Linked DNA regions of Mus musculus: region 2 is linked to region 1. A link is a contact called in public Hi-C data. All regions are on one chromosome and are shown on one strand. The core of a region is the stretch at or near the end of the contact, and the rest is flanking DNA. Distances in the headings are between cores, read along the strand shown. Region 1 holds the start of Parp11 (poly (ADP-ribose) polymerase family, member 11). Region 2 overlaps Parp11 (poly (ADP-ribose) polymerase family, member 11).

What was found. A called contact is a pair of places that touch in the nucleus more often than the background predicts.
Region 2: a contact with region 1 is called in a Hi-C map of Sertoli cells, with 3 times the contacts expected there. The contact joins the enhancer-like site here to the promoter of Parp11 in region 1. A contact is called at or near these places in 1 of 39 promoter capture datasets (macrophages), 1 of 15 datasets of contacts at CTCF or cohesin (CD8 T cells), 4 of 484 Hi-C or Micro-C datasets (Sertoli cells, double positive thymocytes, granulosa cells and 1 more), 7 of 115 datasets of contacts at active chromatin or transcription factors (the HPC-7 cell line, the SCID.adh cell line, bone marrow-derived macrophages and 1 more) and 1 of 9 other capture datasets (pancreatic islet).

Annotation. Positions count from the first base shown.
Region 1 is chr6:127,450,962-127,456,126 of GRCm38.p6, forward strand. It overlaps Parp11 (poly (ADP-ribose) polymerase family, member 11), which reads left to right and starts at 2,666. Exons shown (of 9, transcript NM_181402.4): 1 at 2,666-2,861.
Region 2 is chr6:127,491,279-127,496,443 of GRCm38.p6, forward strand. It overlaps Parp11 (poly (ADP-ribose) polymerase family, member 11), which reads left to right. Exons shown (of 9, transcript NM_181402.4): 9 at 141-2,983. The coding sequence ends at 457. Among named protein-coding and RNA genes, the nearest start is that of Parp11, 40 kb to the left of the region's middle. Within about 2 kb of position 2,698, at least 10 of the 459 cell types and tissues checked have an H3K27ac peak or open chromatin away from gene starts, as enhancers often do. A contact at or near this core is called in Sertoli cells, where this site is marked.

The DNA of each region.
Region 1 (5,165 bases), core at 1,416-3,915:
TATCTTCATAAACACTGGACCCTGAGAGAGAGAAAAAACCAATCTAGTCTTCTTTAGAACCATGTGATCCGCACACGGTTGCCAGCGCTCTGGCTCTGGGCCCACAGTCCAATGAAACAGAGAGGTGTTCCCCTGCTGGGTGGTGTGCTACTACATTAGAAGGACACTGCACACACTTTATACATAGAAGGTGGTTCCTGGGAAAGCTGTGAGAGAGTGAACCCCAATGATTAGCACCCCCTACCACCTCAGAAACTGGAAGACGGTAATGAAGTCATATTATTTTATTTTAGAATATATTAGAAACTATTTAGGAATATTTTAGAGAGTCTAAGATTCATTTCATTCTTTAGCAAAGTAAGATGTAAGTCATCCTGACTTTCAACTCCAAACACCTGAAAGGGCCCAGGCAGGTCCAGTGAGAAGGAGAGCCGATCTGTGCACTTTAATCATACAATAATGTTGCCTGCAAATAAGATGTTCTAAAACTTTAGGAAATTTTGAGAAAGTATAGAACAAGATAATATTCATTCAGTCTTAAATGCAGTAAGAAGGGTCTCTAGGTGATTCTCAACACTCTTTAAATACACTATTATTTGTAAATCGGTTTCTTTCTATCCCTAGTTTCATATATGAAAGGCTTTTAAATGCTATCAGTTGCTTCTTCTATTTCATTGCTGTATCTGTTTCAAGCTGGGTCATCAATATGACGAATGACATGAAAAGATTTACTATTCTTCTATCTGCCCTTACACTCCTGAAATTAACTATACTTGTCATAGTGTGTTAGTTTTATAAGACTTTCTTAGTTTAATTTATCTTTTACTTATGATTAAATTTTATACTGGGTGTGATGGCACATGACCGTAATCTCAGCCTTTGGGTGATGGAACATTTGAGATGACCTTGAGCTACACGAATAGATCCTGATTACTTTTAATAAGCTGTAGTATCAGGATGATGCTAGCTAGCCTTGAGAAGGGAGCAGTAGCAATTGAAGCAACTGTGGGCTAGTCCTTTTCAAGGCCGAGTGGGTCTCGACAAGGCAAGTTAACCAGGGAAGTTAGGACAAAATCTTTTGAGGGTTGAGAGTTATACTTCATTTTCTTTGAAGCCTTAAGAGTTAGCAAGGTGATATGACACGGTAAGTTTACAAAAGTCAACAGCTTTCCTAAATTAGAGCAATGAAAACTGTTTCACTTGGAAAAAAAAAAACCTATAAAATAGCCAAATCAAACACATAAAGGTTGTTGTAAAAATAGCTTTAATGTACTTAAAGATATCAGAGACCTAGGCAGGAGGGGCATAACTCAGTGGTGGAAGAGGTGTTTAGCATGTGTGAGGTTCTGGGTTCATATACCCAGCCCAGCCCGACTCCCGACACATGGCCTGAAATACAGGAAGAAGTGTGTTCTGGATGAGAACTCATTATTTTGAAAAAAACTGAAAAAGAAAATTAGGAGATATTTCTTATCAAAGAGCAAGTACATTAGGAATCTATACATTATAATAGCATGGCAAAGCATAGGAATAAGCAGAGGATTAGCAGATAAGAATATTCAGGAATATATGTATATATGCATATGCATGCAAATTTAGCAAATGTACTTCAAAGTAGTAAGAAAAAATAATTATGCTATGCAATAAGTATTTGGGCAACTGGTTAACCATTTGGCAACAATTTTTAGAATTTCTTATTGAACAGTATCATTTCTAAGAATTCGTTCCAAAGAGGTTAATGAATGTCTGAACAAAAATAGTGATTATAGTAATTTTTGTTACATAGTAACTTGTGTCTCTCACAGTAGATTATTTAAGATATGTGTGTAACATGTAAACTATGGAATGCTATAGTCTGAAGAAATAGATTCATACACATGGGAATGGAAAAATATATTAAAATGTAAAAAACAATCAGGTTCTGAATCTGTGGTCATTCTTTGACCTATTTTTAAAAATACACCTATAGTCTCACACTACTTCTTTGCCTTTAAGAATATTCTTCCATCGTACCTCTTTTGTGACCGGTGTAAGAACCTATTTGAGGCCTTAGCATTCAAGGCACTCAGGTAAACCTGCTTGGAAACCTCCATATTTGCCATGCTGTCTAAAATTTCACGTTTTTACATTCTTGCGTTTCCAAATTACTTTTTGCTTTCTTCTGTCGATTCTAAAATCCACGAGGACAGGGACAACATATTGGTCAGTGTTCACGTCCAAGCCCAGTGACACGTGGCCAATAGCTCCCTTTATTTATTTATTATTTTCTAGATTGCAAACACCTAAGCACCTGATTTCAGCAAGCTCATTTACACCCTCAGGTAGAACTATCATCACCTCCAATTCGAGGATGTTGCAAACAACAAAGAGGTTTGAAGCTTTAACCTTTAAGCCATTGGTCGAGTTGTGCTTCTCAGGCCTAGTACTTGGTTGGCCACTAAACTCGGTATAAGGTGATCTTTAATAAACGTAGGTTCTGCATGGAGGAAACGCAGCCTGCCACGCTTGACGATCACGTGGTGGGTATGATGGCCGGCTTCAAACAGCTTTACCACACAGGTAAAGGCGGCCCGCGACAGCACGCGCGGAAGTTCCAAGGGCGCCATAGAGGCGGAGCGAGTTTGCGGTGGGCGGGACCGCCACTGATTGGCTGGATCCAGGCGGAAGTCGGGAGGTTCGATGGTCCGAAGACGCCAGCTTGTGACGGGGAGGGGGAGAAGGAAGGCTTCCGTAAAGGGTGCCTTTCGGTCCTTTCGCTCCTGGGGACCCTCGGAAAAAGCCCACCATATCGACCCCACGGCTAGCCCCTCCCCCAGGCTCTCTCCGCTCGATTTCGCACCGTTATGTGGGAAGCGAATCCGGTGAGTAGCCGGCGGGACGGGGCGGGCCCAGTGGGCGGGGTTGCCTGAGAAGGGCGGGGAGGCGTTCCCGGGAACTCGCCCCCGCGGTGCCTCAGGCTGGGGGTTTGCGTTCCGGGGTCGTGGCTGTCCCGCTTCGCGGGGGCCTCCTGCGGGCCGTGGACTCGCAGCTTTGAGCCGTGGGAGCGTTCGGTGGCCGCTTCTACGCTGTTGCTTTCCTTTCCCGATTGTTGATTTTACTTCCGGGGGCTTCTCTGTCTTCGCTTTTTTCCCTCATTTTATATTTTGTATTCTGCTTTCCAGTTGAAGTTACTGGCTTTCGAACCTGCTAGTTCCTTTCGACCCCCGCACCCTCGTTGCTCCTTCTTTTTGGAGCTACAGAGCATGGAGGATCCTCTATATGAGTTTCAGGGGATGACGTTCTTAAATGTTTTCTTTCCGTGGTTAGAACAATGATCTGGAATCCTTTGTTTGCCTTCAGTAGGTCTTATGTCTGCAGGCATTTTTTTTTAATACTTGCTTTCATTCATTGGTTCGTTCGTTCATTCATTCGTTCGTTCATTCAAACTCCTACCCGCCATGAATGAGGATTCAGATCTATTTGTCAAGAGTATTCAGATCTTGTTATGGGAATGTAATAGTGAGAAAAATGTACGCTGAACTTAAAACTTCGGGGTCGATGGGCAGAATCGCATTTCAAGAAATTTGTGGACTTAGTTTGTGAAACTACCTCAGAAGCTGAGCTAACCATTAATTTGACTTCAATAACCCTCTAAGTCAATACTTGAAGTAACCCTTTTGCTTTCCCTCACAAAACCAGTAACCTACTTCCTACTTAAGTGTATTATCAGTTAAGTCTATCAGTAAATTTTCCCACGTCTGAAAGTTAGTACCTGATTAGAAATGAGCCCATGAATTGGGATTCAGTCCACATTGTAGTTCCATTCCATCCCATTCCATCATGACAGTTACCAGATAGTTTTGATTCATACACTAATACTGTCATCAGATCAGGGCAGAGGAAAGTATACGTTTGGATGTGATTTTAGCAAAATTGGGATAGCTGTTCATACATACACGCTGTTCACTGTTAACTATTAAGTGTCATCAGTATCCATCTCTTACATGTCAATATGGAGTTGGTTTTTACCAGCCGCCCCGCCCCTTTGTGTTGATTTCCCCACAACATACGTCAGCAGTGTATATATTCTGTTCAAGGTCACGTACTTCAAATCCTCTGAGTTGTGTGTTCAACTAGAGAACAGCTCCTGTTGCACAAGAAATGCTTGTTGAATTCTTGACAGTGACTGGCACAGGAATGCACTAAGGGTTCTGTGCTCACTCTGTACCTCTTTCCTTCAGGATCACACTTCTATCTGTATTGTTGGGCCATTTATACCCTGGTGAGAATTACAAAGGATCTAGTGAGGGTTTCATGTGTTTGGTTTATTATAAAAACCATTTTCTTGGGGAAAAAAAGGGGGGGTGGGAGGGAGCACTCTTCTGTGAAATCATAGGTAAGACTTTTAAGTTTTGCTAAGCAAGCTGACTTTTGTTATTACTAATGAACACACAGCCTTGTGTTTTCTGTGCTCTGGCCCATCCTCATATGGCTGAGTTCTGTTGGTATTGTTTTTCTTTATTTTGGTTTTGGCCTTGATTGTTTACCTTTTCTTCTCCTGTGAGCACCAGAATGTTGTCAATAAACACAGCTTAGTTTTTGAAAAAAATATCTCATATGTTTATGGGTGTTTTGATTGCCTGTATGTTTGGGTACCACATCCATGCAGTGCCCTCGGATGCCAGAAGAGGGCATTACATTCCCTGGCATTGGAGTTAGCTGCCATGTGGGTGGTGGGACTCAAACCCTGGTCTTCTGGAAGACCTTAACCATGGAACTGTCTCTCCAGCCCCCACAGCTTAGTTTTGATTTGACTTTCTTTATTTTTTTTTTAATAAACTTGGCATTCGTGGCGTTCACTAATAATTTGTGAGTTTCTTTTGATGGACGGGGCACCTGCAAAGCTTGTCTAGCTCTGCCCAAGGAATAAAATTGCCATCGTAAGCCATGAACATCTGGGAGAATTTAAAATCCAAGTAGAAAAGCAAAGCAAACCCTAAGCACTGTGTACAGTGCCAGGTACAGAGAAAGTGCTTCCAAGACCAAAGAGGGAGGGGTTGTCATAGTTACTGTTTTATTGCTGTGAGGAGACACCATGACCAAGGCAGCTCTTACAAAAGGAAGCAATTACTTGGGGACTTGCTTACAGTTTCAGAGGTTTAATCCATTATCATCGTGGTAGGAAA
Region 2 (5,165 bases), core at 1,448-3,947, 40 kb after region 1:
CTTCAGTCTGCAGAGGAGGAAGTCCCACATCTGTCCCTGTGGTGTGACTCATGTTTGTCAGAATGCTGTTCCCCTGACAGAATGTTGTCTCCCCGAGTTTCATGTTTTCCCCAAAGTAACCTTGGCCCTTTCTGTTGAAGGAACCTATTTCGCTAGAGATGCTGCGTACTCCAGTCGTTTCTGCAAAGATGACATCAAGCACGGGAACACATTCCAGATTCATGGGGTCAGCTTGCAGCAGCGACATCTGTTCAGAACCTATAAATCCATGTTTCTTGCTCGAGTGCTAATTGGTGATTACATAAATGGAGACTCGAAATACATGAGACCTCCTTCCAAAGACGGGAGCTATGTGAATTTGTATGACAGCTGTGTGGATGACACCTGGAACCCAAAGATCTTTGTGGTTTTTGATGCCAACCAGATCTACCCTGAGTACCTGATAGACTTCCACTGACCCTGCCTCCCAGGCTCAGTGGTCAGAGCTTTGCTCTCTCATTACAGGAGGATTTGATCCTCTGTCTCCTAGCCACTAATATAAATATTGGATTCTTTTGAAACAGATACAGAAAAGAAAGCGGCCTCAGTATATAAAGAAGTACTGGCTGTCAGGTTGGTTATATGTTGTTCTGTTTCTGTCTGTTCCGGTTTTGTTAAAGACCGATGCTGTTGCCATCTTAACATACAGGAGAAAGAGCTACTTCTCAAAACAGAATAGGTTGAGTCTCTCATTACCATGATCAGACAGTCTTCAAAGTGCACACGCATGTGACCAGGTCAAATGATTTTAGTTTTTGTACCCTATTAGGAGAACTGGACTTTTATAAATTGAATTTTGGCATTATTATCTATCAATGAACATGTGACTTTGTTGGTCTTCTGAAGGGGGAATTAAAAATCCCGAAACAGCCCCTGGTGCTCAGCGAAGTAAGAAACAAGGACATTGTCTGCTGTGCTGGTAGGTAAGCCAGCAGAAGAGAGACAGGGCAGAGCCTGCTTCTCACTGCTAGAGGAAAGTGGTCTGTAGCCCCAGAGCAGTGCACACTATTCTCACCCATCTCCCACAGTTGAGCTGAGCACTGCTGCTAAGGGTCACTAGCTCACAGTTCAGCTTCGAGCAGTCTGTCGTCCCTGCCCCAACTTATTTATTTCCTTTGTTTTCCAAGCCCTGCAGAGGCTTTATTGGTCCTCCCACAACCCCTGAGACACACATAGCTGTTCCATGGTGATTCCTAAGAACCACACGTGTTAATAGTTGGTGTCATTCTCTTTTGAATGATTGTGAAGAACATGAGATGCTGGGAAGAAGTCTGATTTCTTCTTTAGAGTAGTGATTGACAACTTCCAACCCCTGAGCAGCTATGTGCAACTGAGAGTTGTGCTCGTGGCTTTGTGTACCTGTCTGTTTGCCTGCTGTTCTGTCCCAAAGAGGAAGTGATCTGTACCAGCTAACTGCCCAGCGGTTTTCTAGCAGAGATGAGATAGCACTCAGGCATGATGCTAAGTGTTCAAGTGTCAGACAGGGAGCTGCCTGTATGATTGTCTCCCCAGCGCTGCTTTTTCCCTGATTCCTTGTGGGGAAGGAAGGTCATTCCTCCAGTCATATCACCCAGAACCTTTTCCTAGCTCTCAATACTGAATCTTGTCTCTGCTATCCCCATCCAGCTTTGGGTTCGAGGACTTGAGCACAGGTTAGCTTCTGGTGCCTGTATTGTTCTCTTCAGTCACTCAAATTGGGAAGCATCTAGAAAGAATATATGTGTGAAACAGGATTATGGATAGTGGCTTTTGTAAGGATAGCCATTCATTCAGCTTTGTAAACCATCAGATTCTCCTTCTGGCCCAGAATGTGTGTTATCGCACAGTGGGAAGTACAAGAGTGGCTCTCGGGAAATTATGCACAGTGCTTTGGCACACGGTGGCAGGAATGACTCCCTGGCTCAAATGTGGAGGTCCACCATTGGTTTAAGAAAGGCTAGAAAGGACGCATTTCAAAGCCACCAGTGGTCCCTGCAGCAGTGCCTGAAGGCAGAGTGGCTAGGTTGCCTGGCCGCTTTCAAGAATCAGTGTTAGAGGCGTTGGGAGTTCAGAGTGAACAGTCTCTCTTCTAGTTCTTTTCTCCTGGTTTTGTTTTTGTTTGTTTGTTTGTTTGTATGTGTGTGTGCGTGTTTGTTTGTTTTTCCAGACAGGGTTTCTCTGTGTAGCCCTGGCTGTCTTGGAACTCTCTCTGTAGACCGAACTGGCATGCAATGTGTTAAAGTCCCTCTTACATGGCTGTCTGCCCGCCTTCCTCTCCCCCCCACCCCCCAGCTCCATGCACACTTCTCTCAATACTTGAATGGAATGATTGTTGTAGTTGAGGTTGTTTCCTTCTAGACCTGTGCATCCGTGTCAAGGTGACTGAGAACGCAGGCAGTCTGTGCAATCACTCTCCCGTGTTGGCATGCATGAGGGAGGTTGGGGGGGGGGGTGTCAGAGAGGCCACCGTAAAGAAGCATTGCACCGCTGTTGTTGGGACAGACTGCCAACCCCCTTCATAAGGAAGACGTGATCTCGGTACGTGTTTTAAAATATAATAACGTAGAAGTCACTCGTGTTAACGTTGTACTGTTTTGTCTGTTCCATGTATAGAAGAACATCACTCCCTCTGCTCATCCCACGGAGTGGGAGGGAGAGCAAAGGGAGCTCGTGCAGAGTGGCGAGCTGTGCCGCAGGCTGGCTGAATAAACTCCATTGAGTACAAACTTGTCCTTTCTCTGCGGGGAGTCTAGCCTTTGGGTAAAAAGAAATGTGTTTATGGGAAAATGTTTTCCTGAATCTTTTATCTCCCACCAGGAATGTTTGAGATTAGTGGATTATTTCATTTCTAGACTGGTGGTGGAGGTGGTGATGGAGAATTCTGATATTCAATGTCTGAGTGTATTGTTTCTACAATTGTTGATTAAAGTTTTCTGTATCAGGTCTTGGCTGCCTGTGTGTGCTATATGTGTGCTTCTGGTTTCTGGGTCTTGGTTTCAACCTGAATTTTCCTCTCAAACTTCTTAGACTCTCAGGGAGTTCTCAGTAGATGTTGCTCTGGGGGCACTTCTTGGTCTTAGTTTTGGTCGTTGTGAGCAATAGCTGATCAAGTAACCTGAGGATGAAGATATGTCCTCGGCTCTGTTAGGAATTATGACTAGATCCAGGCCTGGTGGGTACATTACACTTCCCTTAAAGGTTCCTGGCTCAGAGGATCAGTTGTAGGGGTATGCCAGCCACTCCCACTCGCTGGCACTCCCAGCAATCTAAGATCAGCTTTGCTAAACAGAGCAAAGGGCAGCATGATAGACCTCGCCTGTGACCGTGACAGACATCCCCAAGATTGCGTCTCTGTCTGTCTAAATGTTCAACGGTAGTAAGCTTCACGTGATAAAATTACGTTGAGTTTTGGTTGGTAGTTAAGTGTACCATCTTCATGGGTGTTTCTGACTCAGTGGATCTGAAGAGATCCTCTGAGATCAACTGAGAAGTGATCTTATTCTGTCCCTGGTGGTGTGCCTCTCTTCACATTTCCTTCTCTCCTCGGAGAAAGGGGATCTTGCTTATTCATCTTTATTTCCTTTCTTTCTTTCTTTCTTTCTTTCTTTCTTTCTTTCTTTCTTTCTTTCTTCCTTCCTTTCTTTTGAGATAATGTCTCTGAGATAGTCTATGCAGGCCTCAAACTTTGTATACAGCCCAGGCTAGTTAGCTAACTTGCAGGTCATCAGATTACAGGATATGCCACCATGCCCAATCTGCTTTTTATTAATATTTAAAATACTTTTGGGAGCCTGGAGAGATGGCTCTGTGGTTAAGAATCCCTACAAGTCTTCCAGAGGACCTGAGTTTGGGTCCTCACACCAACTCTGAGTGGCTCACAGCCATTGGTAGCTCCAGCTCCAAGAGCAGTTGGTACCCATGGGCATCTGTACTTCTGTATTCATAACCCCCCCCCACATGTGAGCACATGCATGCACACACACACAATAAAAATAAAAACAAATAAAATATTTTTGGGGACCTGCGGAGATGGTTCAGTTGATAAAGTGCTCACTGCACAAGCAGGAAGACCTGAATTTAGACTCCTAGGACCTACGTGAAAAGCCAGGCATGGTGGTCCATGCCTGTGGTCCCAGTACTGAGCAAGTGGAGGCAGGAGGATCCCTGGGATTTGCTGGTACTATAAACTGAGAACATGGCCACTCTGTGGAATGGCTAAGGGGAGGCTTTTACTGTAGGTCTGAGAGAGAACAGCCAGAGGCATCTGGAAGAGTCCAGAGCAGAGAGAGAAAGCAGTGGACTGAACTTGGCCATGAGAGCAGAGCAGAGCAGAGCAGAGCAGAGCAGAGCAGAGCAGAGAGCAGAGAGCAGAGAGAGAACAGAGAGCAGAGAGCAGAGAGAGAGCAGAGCAGAGAGCAGAGCAGAGAGCAGAGCAGAGAGCAGAGCAGAGCAGAGCAGAGCAGAGCAGAGCAGAGAGCTGGAGATGCGGGACTGGGGGAAACTGAGAGATGAAGACAGTGCAGGCAAAAGAGGAAGCTTAGCCAGATTAGCAGGGTTATAAGGAGAATGAGATGGGGAGAGAGGTTCCAGAGCTGGAGGATTCCAGGGTAGGGGAGGAGGTGAGAAGGGCCAGAGTGCCAGCGTGGCTCTGAAATGGGTAATGGGTACTTGCAATGCTGGAGGCCAGCTGTGATTTTGTATGCTAATAGGCACCACGGGTAGCTATTTGTCCCTTTTGCCCGCGGAGGGGGGCATGGCTCCTTTTGATAGAGGGGAACCAGCTTCACAAGTTTCCTGAGGAAGGCTGGCTTTTGTCTTAACTACCAGAATTGGGGGAATCGAGTTTCCTTTGGACCTGACACTGGGCAGCTGCTTTGGCTGAGTCAGTGAGCGCTACATTCAATAAGAGACCCTGTCTTAAACAGTCAGGTGGAGAGTGATGGAGGAAAACACCATGAAGTGTGCCTCTGGCTGGCCTCCAGCTGTATGCATGTGTGTGCACGCACACACAAATACTTTGCTTAATACAGTGATGACTTCTTAGTGAAATTATACTTCTAGCTAGAGAAAGCTAGAGAACACTTGAAAGGTCACGTAAGATAGAAAAGAAAGCAAAACATTCTTTGAGTGTTGACCAGGTGTCAACC